4 separate regions of the Mus musculus genome follow, and all the other regions are linked to region 2. The links are chromatin contacts, called in public Hi-C and promoter capture Hi-C maps. All regions are on one chromosome and are shown on one strand. The core of a region is the stretch at or near the end of the contact, and the rest is flanking DNA. Distances in the headings are between cores, read along the strand shown.

Evidence for each region. Promoter capture Hi-C pulls out the DNA fragments that hold promoters and counts their contacts. A called contact is a pair of places that touch in the nucleus more often than the background predicts.
Region 1: a Hi-C map of liver shows a contact between it and region 2, with 3 times the contacts expected there. The contact joins the enhancer-like site here to the promoter of Ang in region 2. A contact is called at or near these places in 1 of 39 promoter capture datasets (embryonic stem cells), 2 of 484 Hi-C or Micro-C datasets (liver and uterus) and 4 of 115 datasets of contacts at active chromatin or transcription factors (bone marrow-derived macrophages and embryonic stem cells).
Region 3: a contact with region 2 is called in a promoter capture Hi-C map of liver, with 7 times the contacts expected there. The contact joins the promoter of Rnase13 here to the promoter of Ang in region 2. A contact is called at or near these places in 1 of 39 promoter capture datasets (liver), 3 of 484 Hi-C or Micro-C datasets (cortical neurons and uterus), 1 of 115 datasets of contacts at active chromatin or transcription factors (pancreatic cancer cells) and 2 of 9 other capture datasets (adipose tissue and pancreatic islet).
Region 4: a contact with region 2 is called in a promoter capture Hi-C map of liver, with 7 times the contacts expected there. The contact joins the promoter of Tlr11 here to the promoter of Ang in region 2. A contact is called at or near these places in 3 of 39 promoter capture datasets (liver and pre-B cells) and 1 of 115 datasets of contacts at active chromatin or transcription factors (microglia).

The regions. Positions count from the first base shown.
Region 1 is chr14:51,902,284-51,905,444 of GRCm38.p6, reverse strand. It overlaps Ndrg2 (N-myc downstream regulated gene 2), which reads left to right. Exons shown (of 15, transcript NM_001145959.1): 15 at 1-174. Among named protein-coding and RNA genes, the nearest start is that of Ndrg2, 9.6 kb to the left of the region's middle. Within about 2 kb of position 1,449, at least 33 of the 459 cell types and tissues checked have an H3K27ac peak or open chromatin away from gene starts, as enhancers often do. A contact at or near this core is called in embryonic stem cells and liver, where this site is marked.
Region 2 is chr14:51,094,299-51,097,295 of GRCm38.p6, reverse strand. It overlaps Ang (angiogenin, ribonuclease, RNase A family, 5), which reads right to left and starts at 1,296. Exons shown (of 2, transcript NM_007447.3): 1 at 823-1,296. It overlaps Rnase4 (ribonuclease, RNase A family 4), which reads right to left and starts at 1,296. Exons shown (of 2, transcript NM_201239.3): 1 at 823-1,296.
Region 3 is chr14:51,921,206-51,924,439 of GRCm38.p6, reverse strand. It overlaps Rnase13 (ribonuclease, RNase A family, 13 (non-active)), which reads left to right and starts at 1,667. Exons shown (of 1, transcript NM_001011687.2): 1 at 1,667-2,280. The coding sequence starts at 1,760. The coding sequence ends at 2,221.
Region 4 is chr14:50,356,484-50,359,374 of GRCm38.p6, reverse strand. Tlr11 (toll-like receptor 11) reads right to left here and starts at 1,461. Exons shown (of 2, transcript NM_205819.3): 1 at 1,350-1,461. The coding sequence starts at 1,359.

The DNA.
Region 1 (3,161 bases), core at 200-2,699, 810 kb before region 2:
CACCTAAAGTGGGACTAAGGGAAAGAGCTTAGGTCCGACTGCTTGGGGCTTGGCATCAGGGTGGGAAGAGCTACCTCAGGCTCTGACCATACTGTGACGTGTAGAGCGTGACCTCCTGTCTCACACAACTTCTGCTGTGACAATAAACTATAGAGGAAACTGAACAGCATTGTTAATCCGGGTCTGAATGCGCCTGTACCCTGCCCCTTGCTTGCCTTTCCTTGTTCCTCTGAAAGCACCTGGGATGGCTTGTGGGGTATAAAAGCTGCACAGAGTGTGACCACGGGAGCCAAGAAAGTGGTGTCATTCTTTTTATTAATAGCATTTTTAAGCTTGGGAAAGAGGAGCTGTTGTAGAGATGTCATCAATATCATGTCCTTTAAGAAAACCGACTGAGGGGCTGGAGAGATGGCTCAGCGGTTAAGAGCACTGGCTGCTCTTCCAGCCGTCCTGAGTTCAGGTCCCAGCAACCACATGGTGATGGAATCTGATGCCCTCTTCTGGAGTCTGAAGACGGCTACAATATATTTATTTATTATATGTAAGTACATTGTAACTGTCTTCATACCTGCCAGAAGAGGGCATCAGATCTCTTTAAGGATGGTTGTGAGCCTCCATGTCACCTTTGCGTTACCTAGAGTACATTTTAGATGGATCATTCAGCAAGAGAGTAAACTCGGACACAGAGTGCTACGTACCACAGGGCACTGCTGCTTATAAGTTCATCCTATTTGTGATTCAAGAAGGTCACAGTCAAAGGGACTTCTTTTTAGGATTTTACTCACTGATGGATTCCAGGGGATCTGGGAGCAAAATGATGGTTCTGTAAGAGGCCGTTAAGCAATTATGAGTAACAACCATGGGGATTCAGATGTCTTGTAGCTGTCGCAGGTTCCTTCTTGGACTCTCGAGGCAAAAGGAGGGGGCTGGGGAGATGGCTCAGCATGTACAGTCCTTGTGCCACCATGACGACCTGTGTTCTGATCCCTAGCATACACTGAAAAAAAAAAATCTGGGTTTGACTGTGCACGTATAATCCCATGGCTGGGAGGCAGAGACAGGAGGACCCCAGGGGCTCACTAGTGGGCTAGCCTAGCCCATCAGTGGACACCATTTTCAGTTGGGACCTAGTATTGAGAGAACATTCTTCCTGAGGGTGTGGGGCTAAGCACTGTATGTCTCCTCATGACGCCCCAATAACAAAGCAAAGCTCAGCTCTATCAGAGTTCACCCTGGGGGGCCACCGAGTTCACTAAGCTTTCATAGAGATTATGGGTAACTTTAAGGCAGGTACCCTGGAAGGTCTGTACCCAGCCTAGGTGGTGACTCCCCGTTTGCGGCTCAGGTGGAGCTCTCGTCTAGTGTTCCCTGGGCTGTAGACTGTAGACTGCTCCCTCCCCAGGACTCCCAGGCCTCATGGAATTTGGCACAAAGGGCTGAGTTCTCAGGTGAGGGTCCTGTGACCCTGCTTCCTGCCTACGTGCCAACACGCCCAGGCGTGCTGATCTTTTACAAGCAGGAGTGACAACGGTGGCTGTTTGATTTAGAGGGTTGGGCTGGATGACACCCAGTCTCAAAAAATTAGGCGTAGAGTGATGGAGGAATCAACCCAAAGTCCACCTCTGCCTTCACACGTAGGTGTACAGACATAAACACTCAGGAGTACACTGTGAACATGCGCATGCGCGCGCGCACACACACACACACACACACAAATATGAAGGAGAAAGCACTTTATGAATTATGTAGATAGAATATTGTTTGCGATCATTAAAGCTTGCTTTATGGAAATCCCAACTGTCGCATTTCTTCAATGGCAGTGAGTGGGAAACTGGGCCCCTTGACATCAAGTGCTCACATTCCAACACGGTAGTGAGCCACTGTGTCCTTGTTGCTGAGGCTTTTCTTTCTTGTGCTGGGGATTGGACCCAGGACCTTGTGCGTGCTAGGCCAGTGCTCTACTACTGAGCTGCAGCCTTACCCCTAAGCCTATTTCCATGTTGTAGGCCAGTGTCAGAAGAGGGCGTTAGTGGGTTAGAGTTAGCTGCTGGATGGGTGTTGGGTCAGACAAAAAAGATTGCTGAAATGCCACAGGGAAAGAATGCAAAGCATGTAATCACTGGGGTCATTTAGCCCAACGTAAGGAAAAAGTGAAGCCCTAAGACCTCAACCAGCCTTTACTGGTAGAGCTGCTGTTGTGTATTATGGAAGGGAAGAGGAATCTTTGCTTGGTATCTGCCTACGAAAGTAGTACTGTTAGCAGAGTGATTTTCACATTTCATTTAAGTGTACATGTATGTGCATACAACTATAGGTGTTTCTGCTCCAGAATCTAAGGCAGGTGAAGAGGTGTTTTGCAGGAACTTGGGGGAGGACATTTGGTGTCTCTGGTTGACCCTAGTTTTTGGACCTACATAGTCTAGTTCACCTGTGGAGTCACAGCGCCGCCCTGTGGCCAGCCCCCAGTCTTACAGCCCTATTGTTCATGAACATAAGGCAGCCCTGAAACCAAGACCTGCTTTGAATCTTGTTTTTTTCCTAAGGAATTTGAGTGTCTTCCAGACATTAGGGGCAGGTGAGGTAAGAAACAGCTCAAGAGAATGAGAAATCAGAACAGAGTGAAAAAGGACCTTACAGTCAGTTTGAAGCTCTTATGAGTTTCATAATGACATTTTGGCCAGCCCTACATATATCTCACCACTTATGTGACAATAGACCCACAGTATTCTCTTACAGACGCCAATGGCTTCTTGGGTTGTGTAGCACATTCTCCAGTGTTTTCTCAACGACAAAAACATTACTGAATATATGCTTCTCAGAACATATCCTTGTCTTTAAGCAATATATAATTGTACAGACCTTACAGTAGGCAGAAGTGAAACCAAGATCAGAAGAAAGGTTGGAGTGGGAACAGCACCATTGAAAGGTAAGTCAGGAGTAACCTGAAAAGAGGGATGGATTCCGACCTGAGACTCAGGGTTCAGCAAGGATATATGGTGCCCGGAGCAATTTAACTCTCCCTCATGATGGTGAATTCATAGAAAATATAGGGTATACTCTGATAGGACCAGGTAGAGTCACTACGAACACAAAACCAGAAACCAAAACTAAAAACAAACAAAAAAACAAAACCAAAACCAACCAACCAAAGAAACAAAAAA
Region 2 (2,997 bases), core at 47-2,546:
GCAATGTGATAAACACCCTTCTCCTAGGTATACTCTCCCTACTTTGTGTATCTTCATAACAGTCCAACTGGACTAGAACACCCTGTGCCTGGTCTTCCTCCTGTCTTTCCTCCTTTCTCCCCTCAACCTAGCATCTTTTGATCTTGGTTCATGTTCCTCTTTGTTTTTAAGGAGCGTCCATAACTTTTTCTTTTTTCTTCCTTCTTTTTTTTTTTTAGGAAAGAATTGAGTAGGAAATACTGCTGAAAGTACTTCCTGATTCCGGGTTTTCCTTTTTTTTTTTTTTTTTTTTTTTTCTTTTCTTTTCTTTCCTTTTTCTTTTTGGAGACAGGCTTTCTCTGGGTAGCCCTGGCTGTCCTGGAACTCACTTTATAGACCAGACTGGCCTTGAACTCAGAGATCTGCCTGCCTCTACCACCCCAGTGCTGAAATTAAAGGTGTGGACCACCACCACCAGACTCGGGGTTTTCCTTATTATTCCTGCCAAGCCAAGCTTGTTATGGAGGAAACACGACAGATCACATGCCCTTCTGCAAATGGCTTCCTAAGCCTTTGGGGGCTTTTAATCACAATTGAAGAAACCCTCCTATATCTCCATCTCCTTGATCGAAATCCCATTAATTGCTTCCCAGATACAAACCACACCAAATAATCCTGTTTTCATTTTAAATTTTAACTCTTACTCGTTTTCTTTTTAATGTGCAAGTTTGAGTCCAGAAAGCGTAAGGGGTGTTAGTCAGTTTCACTAAAATAGATGAACTGCTAGAAAGAGCACAGAGGAAAAGAAGCAGAGAGTTGAACACCCACAAGGAAGAATCTTACCAAAGCTGGCCAGCTTTCCTCCGACTGGGAATGTGTCCAGCTGCGTGCTCCTGGAGACAGGGTCCTGCGGTGTGAAGCTAGAGGCTCCTCACAGGCTGGTAATATACAGTGCTCATGTGACGGGGTGGGGAGAACCTATCTAAGGATCTTTACTTTGGCAGCGACTTGTAAACCAAGGCCACTAATCATGGGCAAACAAGGAGTCATTCACCTTTCCCCTGAGCATGCCTGGGTCAAATATTAACCACCTGGTGGACCACACATCTCTTTCAGCAATGATAATGTTTGCTAAGCACGGCCTTTTGTTCCTAAGCTGCCTCTTTCCTTATGTGTATGGTCCTTATCCTTGCTCAGGGTAGGACTGAAGTTTCACTGTGCATATGCCATAGATCCAAAAACATATTATCCCTGACGTTCAGGCCAACTTCAGGAACTACTTTGAAAGAAGTCTAAAGGAAGGAGTGAGGCAACTGTGCCCCCACCTCTCCAACCCCCAGAAATACACACAGCACTTCCTGGGCTCCTCCTCCCTCTGTCCATCCTCTGGAGAAAAAAGAATATATATTTATGGCTACTCAGCTTCCTGTTCTTTAAAGCACAGTTGCAAAACCAGCTGTCTACATCTAAGCATTATGGGAACCAAGTACAGAAGAAATTATGCATGTCTGCTCTGCTTATGAGGTAACTCTAAGATCGAAGAGTAGACAAGCCACGGGGTCAGACTTCTAAAACCCAGAAAGTACACAGTGAGGTAGTGAAGAAATCTACTAGAATTGTTCTAACAGATTCATCTTCAAGGCTGGACAGATCGCTCAGTGGTTGCAGGCACTTACTCAGGTTCAGTTCTCAGACCCACATGGCAGTTCCCAACCATATGTAGTGATGCCTTCATCTGGTCTCCCTGGGCATTGCATATGTGTGGTACACAGACATACATGCAGATAAATAAATACATACAATTTTAAAAGTTGCCATACATTTATCTTGTATATAGGGCAAAGTTGCAATATTTTAGCTCCTTGTCAATTTCTAGATTTTGCTCCATCATTGTGTAGATATTTATGTGTGATTTAAGCTGTACTAATTTCTAAAAGCAAAAATAGGGATGGGAGACCTACAGGTTGTCAGCGGAGTAGAGGTGGAGGCAGGGGCAAAGCATCTCTCACTGTGTGGAAGCGTGCTGGGGATGTCTGAGGTGAGTCTGGGCACAAAAAAAAAAAAAAAAAAAAAAAAACGAGAGCATCAGCTGACTCGCCGTAGCAGGAGGAAGAATTCAGCACTCCAGCATCTTCAGACTCCCTCAGCAAGGCTGGTCCTCTGTGTGGCAGGAACAGGGAACCCTCAGAAAGCAGCAAAAATGCAAGCAGGCAGCTTTGGGGCGCTGACTTGCAGACATGTTCACACCCGGACTTGGGAACACTTGGGGAAGACTGCACTGGTATAAAGGACCCACAGTACGGTCGGGATGGATCTGGATTCACTTCCGTTGGTGTAACTGAAGAAATGGGCTGCCAACATTCCTTTAAGTTAGTTAATCTCAGTGTCTCTCCATTGGGTGGATCCTTTCCAGAGAAGAATTTTTACTTACTCATTTCTATATTCTCAGTGACTGACACATAAGTCCTCATCAACTGATCTAGAGCCTCTAACCACGAAAAACATTCTGGGCTTCTCTTTAAAGGTTCAGAGATGCAAGATTTGGTAGCAGTTATTAAATAAACTTGATTGCTAAGCCGAGCAATCTCTGGCTGTGGGAGCTGGAAGATGCTTCCCCTGGGGTCTGATGAGGTCATTGGAGGTGTTGCAATGAACCTGGGAGTGTTCTACACTTGCCTGCAAAAAGTTCTGAAATCAGTTAGTTTGCCTTCACCAATGAGCTTTTGTTCCTGACCACAGAGCAGACTCTAAGAGTGTAAAGTCTTTTAAAAAGCAAACCCCTAATTCCAGCAGCACTTGGGAGGCAGAGGCAGGTGGATCTCTGTGAGTTTGAGGTCAGCCTGGTCTACAGAGCTAGTTCTAGAACAGCCAGGGCTGTGCAGAGAAATCCTGTCTCAACAAACAAGCAAGCAAGCGAACAAGCAAAAGCTGCCCAGAATGTGCACATCGCAATGGATACACTTCCTAAGAACGGGGCCTGACAGCTTGAGAAGGAAGAGTGGCTGGCATGAAGACTTG
Region 3 (3,234 bases), core at 418-2,917, 830 kb before region 2:
CCAGCGGCTTCAGCATCCTGCTGCCTTAGCTTGCCCACCCTGATGGGCTCTCCTCCATATGTGAACCAGAACAAACCCTTTTCTCTTAAAGTTGCTCCTGTCCAAGCTTTTTAGCACAGCGGCAGGAAAATAAAGACAAAGACACAAGAGAACTGAGTCTAAGGAGAAGAGATTTAATTTGGGGCTCTTGTTTGTGTAGCCAGAAAGAACCAGTCCAGAGGAGGCTGCAAGTGAGAGACCACAGAGAGAATACCAATATGTCTCCTGAGACCAACTCCTTCCTGTGAGCTCCACAGTGAACCGCAGAGCACCTAGGGGTCTGGCTTCTGACTCCTGCTTCTGCTGATGAAGGTGAAAAAGTTCTAAGAGCATCCCAGGGGGATGGGCAGGGTGATACATAGCTCTCTGTTTTTGGCACTCAAGAGGCCGAAGACAGACTGATAAGCAGTTTGAGGCCAGCCTGGCATACACAGTGAGAGCCTGTCACAAGTAAGGCCCCAAAATTTGTAAATGTGGAGAATGCCCTTAGGGAGACATGGCTGCAGGGCTTGGCGGCGGGTGGGGGTGGTGGGTGGTGGTGGGGGGTGGTGTCAAAGGTTAGAGCTGGCAAATTCCTTGAAACTTGTTTGTGTTGACTTTGATGAAGATCCAGATATTTGATAAAAAGCTGAGTAACTTAGCCCTTTCCTCAGCAGGACAAACTGCCACACACACCAGCCAGTACCAAGAATCTGCTCAGGCCAGGTGGTTCACATTCTCTCAAGAGCCAGAACCAGCTTGTTGGGGCTGCAGAGGCAGCGTGCAGAGATTCCTAGCAGTGCTCTGAACTGACAGGCCCTGAGTCAAGGGTGCAAGGTGTTGGCACACTCAGCTGGTAAGGGGCACTGTGGGGAGTCCTGGAGGTTCTTTGTTCTCAGCCTGCCACCTTGGTGGGCGGTGCTGATGGGCACAGCCCTGGGGCTTATAAGTGGGATGAGACATTGGTGAACCCTCCATCAAAGGTAAACACTTTGTTCTTCATAAAAAAGGATGGTTCTATCCTCCCACGTTGCTAAAAGCAGGACCTGTAAGCCAGAGCAAACATCAAAGAAGGTCCCAGGAACTTTGGGATTTCTGGCCAGGAGGTTGGATCTAAATGTCCTGAGGATACCCACATGGAGACCAGACAGTATCTCTTTCCTCCTACCCACCTAACCCAGATAGCACAGTGCTCCTCAAATCCAGAGGACACTCCCTCCTCCCAGACTGTCTTGATCCAGAAATCTTTTCAGTCTCAACCCACCTCTAGGCTGTAAGCGGCCTTAGGCAAGACACATCCCTGCCTCCCACTCTCTTCCCCTGACTGTCTTCAGGTTTCTTCCTGCAGAGCTGTCAGAGACTACCAAGGCAGCCTGTTCTCCACTCCTTCTGTGGCTACCATAAGGAGTGCTGGGAAGCAGGGAGCAATCAGAAGCCCCTTTCTCCAAGGACCAGCTGGACTTGTGAATCTGTGCTGCACAGCCCAAGGCCTGGGTGAGACGGTCTTTGGTGGTGAACCATAGGAGGAGGGTTGGCTGTAGATGGCTGCTCTGAGGGGTGACCTTGAGCAAGTACTTTGCCTTCTTGGAGTGACAGAATCTGTAAGGTACTACTGAGCAGTTCTTAGAGGTGAGGGGAGGCACACAGGGGAAGCTGGAGAAGACCGGAGACTCTGGGAAGCGTGGGCAGGTCTCGTTAGCCCAATGTGCCTCTAATTACTTTAACCCTGCCAGCAGAAGGCATGGCACCAGATGTGGCCTGGCTCCTTGTCCTCCCGCTTGTCTTCCGGCCAACTCTGGTGACAGGCATCACAATTCAGACGGCCATCAAGAACTTCCGAACCTTACATGTTGACTACCCCATGGTTAACTACCCAAAGGGATTCCACGGATACTGTAATGGCCTCATGGCCTACGTGAGAGGCAAACTGCAGGACTGGTACTGCCCTAAGATCCACTATGTGGTCCACGCCCCCTTGGAAGACATCCAGAAGTTCTGTAAATACAGCGAGAGCTTCTGTGAAAACTACAACGAGTACTGCACCCTCACTCAGAACTCCTTCCCCGTCACAATCTGCACCCTGGTTCATCAACAGGCACCAACCAGCTGTAGCTATAACAGCACCCTGACCAACCAAAGGCTGTACTTGCTCTGCTCCCGCAAGCATGATGCTGAGCCTATAGGTATCATTGGTCTCTACTAGGGACTTAGTTCTCAAACTAGTCCCACCTACTACAGGCCTCTACATGCCACACGAAGGCCCGTTCCCAAACTCTGAGTCTGTCTGCAAGTCTTCCTCCTGACATCTGAAGCAGAACCCCGCCCTCCTTCAGGCTCTTTCGCCTTCTCATGGCCCCCACCATGAGCCTTCCTCTCCCAGTGACAGTGAAACCCACCCAAGAAGCAGACTGTGTCCAGCTGGCAGTGCTTGTGTATCTGCTGGGTCAGATCCCGACTCCTGGAGGGAGGCCCAGGCCCCAGATCACACCATGGCAACAGGCACCCAGCTCCAGTATCTCTCCCTAGGCCTGTTTTTAGTGTCAGCCAGTCCTCCACCCCCACCACACCTCCCGCAACCTCAAGTTCCCTTCCAATTCCTGCCACGCTCCGGCAATAAGAACCTCAGGCCCGTTTGCCTCCCTTTCCCACAGCCCCCAGTCTCCAGCCTGTACTAATCTGTGATTTCCCCTTTCCCTTCATATAACCCATCCTTCTCCCCTCCTCCCACCATGGAGCCTAGTACTGTTTTCCCTGACTTTCCCAACCAACGTTAGCCATGCTGCCTGCCTGTTTCCAACCACTGTCCTCCATCTCTCTCACCTTGGCCCCCCACAATTTCAAATGATCGTTCTTGTCCTTTCCAAGGTCCCTCGGTCCCTCTGAACCCCCTTATCTCTTTCACTCAGGTGACAGGGGAAGAGGCAGTCCCAGCCCCAGTCATGTTCTGTGTAAAAACCACTGTGGGAAACTGGGCAGGGGGCGCATGAGCCCCTTTTTAGACTGACTTCTTGTGAATCTGTACTCATTTCTTAATAAAATGTTAAAAACACATTCAAACTCAATTATGGTTGAATTCCCTTCCCTGCTTTAGGTGTCCTGGTGATCTGACCGTCTTAGCAGTGGAAATGTCTTCTGCTCTGTGGGCATGAGGGTGGAGGTGGGGTTCGTGAAAGACGTTAATGGCAGTGCCTGAGAGGCAGAGGCAGGCAGATCTCT
Region 4 (2,891 bases), core at 212-2,711, 740 kb after region 2:
AATTCTTAGCCATGTGACAATGGTGGGCTGTTGTCCTTCTTTACTAAGGAGGCTAAATTACTTGTCTTAGTCAAAGAAGCAGAAAGTGAGTGCCAGATGTGAAACTATAGTCAGTATTTTTTCTACTAGGATAAATGGTCTGATTTAAACATTCAGAACTAAGGAAATATTTCAGCTAGATTTTAGAATTGAGTTTAGGGAGACAATATTAAAAAATAATTCAGGTAAAATATTCAAAGGAAATAAAGAAAGTAGGCTAATAAAATACAAAGGAAATAATGTCTTGATACCTTTGAGCCTAGAGCCTAGCACTAGGGGTGTAGGGTGGTGGTGATGGTGAGTTGACTATGTTCTCATTATTTGTGTCTTTTCTCTCATGGGGAGAGGCCTCTGAATGACCATTGTTAAATTAGTGGTCATGAAAGTCCCTGAAAGGTTTGGAAGAGACAGGAGAGTAGTCTGTTGTTCTGGGGATTACAGGAACCAGTTAGTCACAAGTGAAGGGCACTGTCCTATTAAGTAGCTCTGCCCTTGTGCAGAGGATTAGCACAGAGTGCCATGGACTCCTCTACTTTCCTTTGTAACCAAGGAACTGTTTCTCCTGGGTGATAACACATTGACTCTGGAGGCATGTAAGGATATTGTGTCCGAGGGCCTCTGTCTGTCCCTGTCTATCTCTGTCTGTCTCTGTGTCTGTTTTTCTCCTTCCTGAGCCTCAGATTTCATTGAACTTCAGAGGAGCCAGAGAACAGTCTGAGACTTCATCTTCTAAATGGCATGGCCTCATTGAATATGCTCTTTGAGATCTTATCCCATCTTTCTACAGCAAAGGGAGGTATCTTTTTTCTTTTCTTTTCTTTCCTTTCCTTTCCTTATCTTTTCTTTTTTTCTTTTCTTCCTTCTTTCCTTCCTTTCTTTTGAGCCTTGAAGTGTCAAATAGTGTACCATGGTTATTTAAGCTTTCTTTTTCTTTTTAGTTTATCTAGGATGAATTCAGGGACTGGAATAGATCTCAGATCAGGAAGACACAGTGACTTTGGTACTAAGAGCCTGGCACTATAGAAGTATGGATATGATAGCAACTTCTGTCTCAAGTTATCAGGTTTAATATTATACCTCTGACAGACATACATAGATTGTCCAAGAACTACTATGTTTCCCGTGATCACCTAAATTGTAGCAACCCTTAGTCCAACTGTCCAGAGATTCTTCCTGGCCACCACTGGCCCTGATCTTTGGCTTTCTCTCAATAGAGGGAGATGCTTAGTTGTTTCCCTTTTTCCCTGCTTGTGTCACTAATGCTTATCTGCCTTATTCAGAAAATCCTGTATTAGGACAACATTTCTTACCTTTGAGCATGGGGTGGTGGAGACAGATTCAGGTTCTCAGGAGGTGTTTTCTTTCATCTCCCGTAGTTAAAGAAGAAAACCTTCCTCTTCCCTCCACAATGGTGGCTGCTCTGCTGCACAGAAATATGTTATTGGTGATAGGTGGGGAGCTCTAGGGAAGAGAGAGTGCTTAGTTAATTTTAGAAAAAGTGGGGAATGACTTCTCCTTGGACAGTCTCTTTTTCTTTCAGTTTCATGACTTCCTCTTTCCTAGTACACTCCATACGTTTCAGTTCTCACATTTTGTATCACATCCTCCCAACATCTGAAAAAGCAGTCTTCATTTTGCTGGGCCATTCTGTCTCTTAAAGTAAGAGAGGCTCATGCTTTCTGCCATTTCTACCCTTCCTTTGTCTTCAGACTACTGTTACTAGAGGGATCTCAGGTGTCCTGCGATGTGATGCTCAGATCCTTCTTTGGTCAAACAATGAATAGAACTAGACATGGAGTTGTAGGAGTGAAGATGGTAGTGAAAGCACAGAATCCATTGCACAGGAGATGTTGGCTCCAGCAAGCATGCAGCCCCAAATCTGGTGAGGTTCCACATAGTTTATTAACAAAAGGCAATGAAGAGTTTTCTGAAGGGGTAGGTCTTTATTTGGCTACTAGAGGTAATTTATTTGTTGGAGGGAGCTTGTATAATCCTTATGGCAATCAAGGGCAGTTCAAATGATCACTTTCGATGGTTGCTGGGATTCAGTTTGTCATGTAAGCCTGAGTCTATGTTCTTGTTTCACTACTAGTCCCGTGTGCGTGCATGTGTGATCACATGGATGCATGTGTGCAGGCATCTGTATGGGGACCAGAGGACAAAATGAGTGTTGACACCTTGTTGGTATCATGGGCTTTTTACCTTGTTTTTAAACAGAATCTCTGTTTTGTGTTGCACATACCACGGCAGTAGGCCCAAGAGCTTCCAGGAATTCCCTTATCTTTGTCCTAATTTCCCTATAGATTATAGATGTTTGTTCTGTATCTTTCCTTTTATTTGAGTTCTGTAGATTTGTACTTTGTTCCTCATACTTGTGTGGCAAATGTGTTTACCCACCAAATCAATTCTCCAGCCTCCTGTCATGTCTAGTCTTGATATCAGGTATTACAAAAGCAGGACCATTTTCCAATCCAATTACCTTGTGAACTCTGAACCTCTGGAAATTTTCTACTAATATCTTATTAGCTACCATGGTAGCTGTTTCCTGCGTGGCAGGGAAAGCCTCAGTCCATCCAGAGAAAGTGTTTACAAACACTAGAAGGTATTTGTAACCATATTTTTCTGGCTTAACTTCTGTAAAATTGACCTCCCAATATACTCCAGGCCATTCTCTCCTAGGTCTTTTGCCCTGTTTACGCTTGGCCACATAAGCATTCACTTGCTAGCATACCTTAAACTATCCTACTATTTCTCTGGCCCAAAATCTGAGGTCCATTATATATACTTTAGATCCTTTAACTGCTTGGAGAAACCTTTTTTATTGGATATTTTCTTCATTTACATTTCAAATG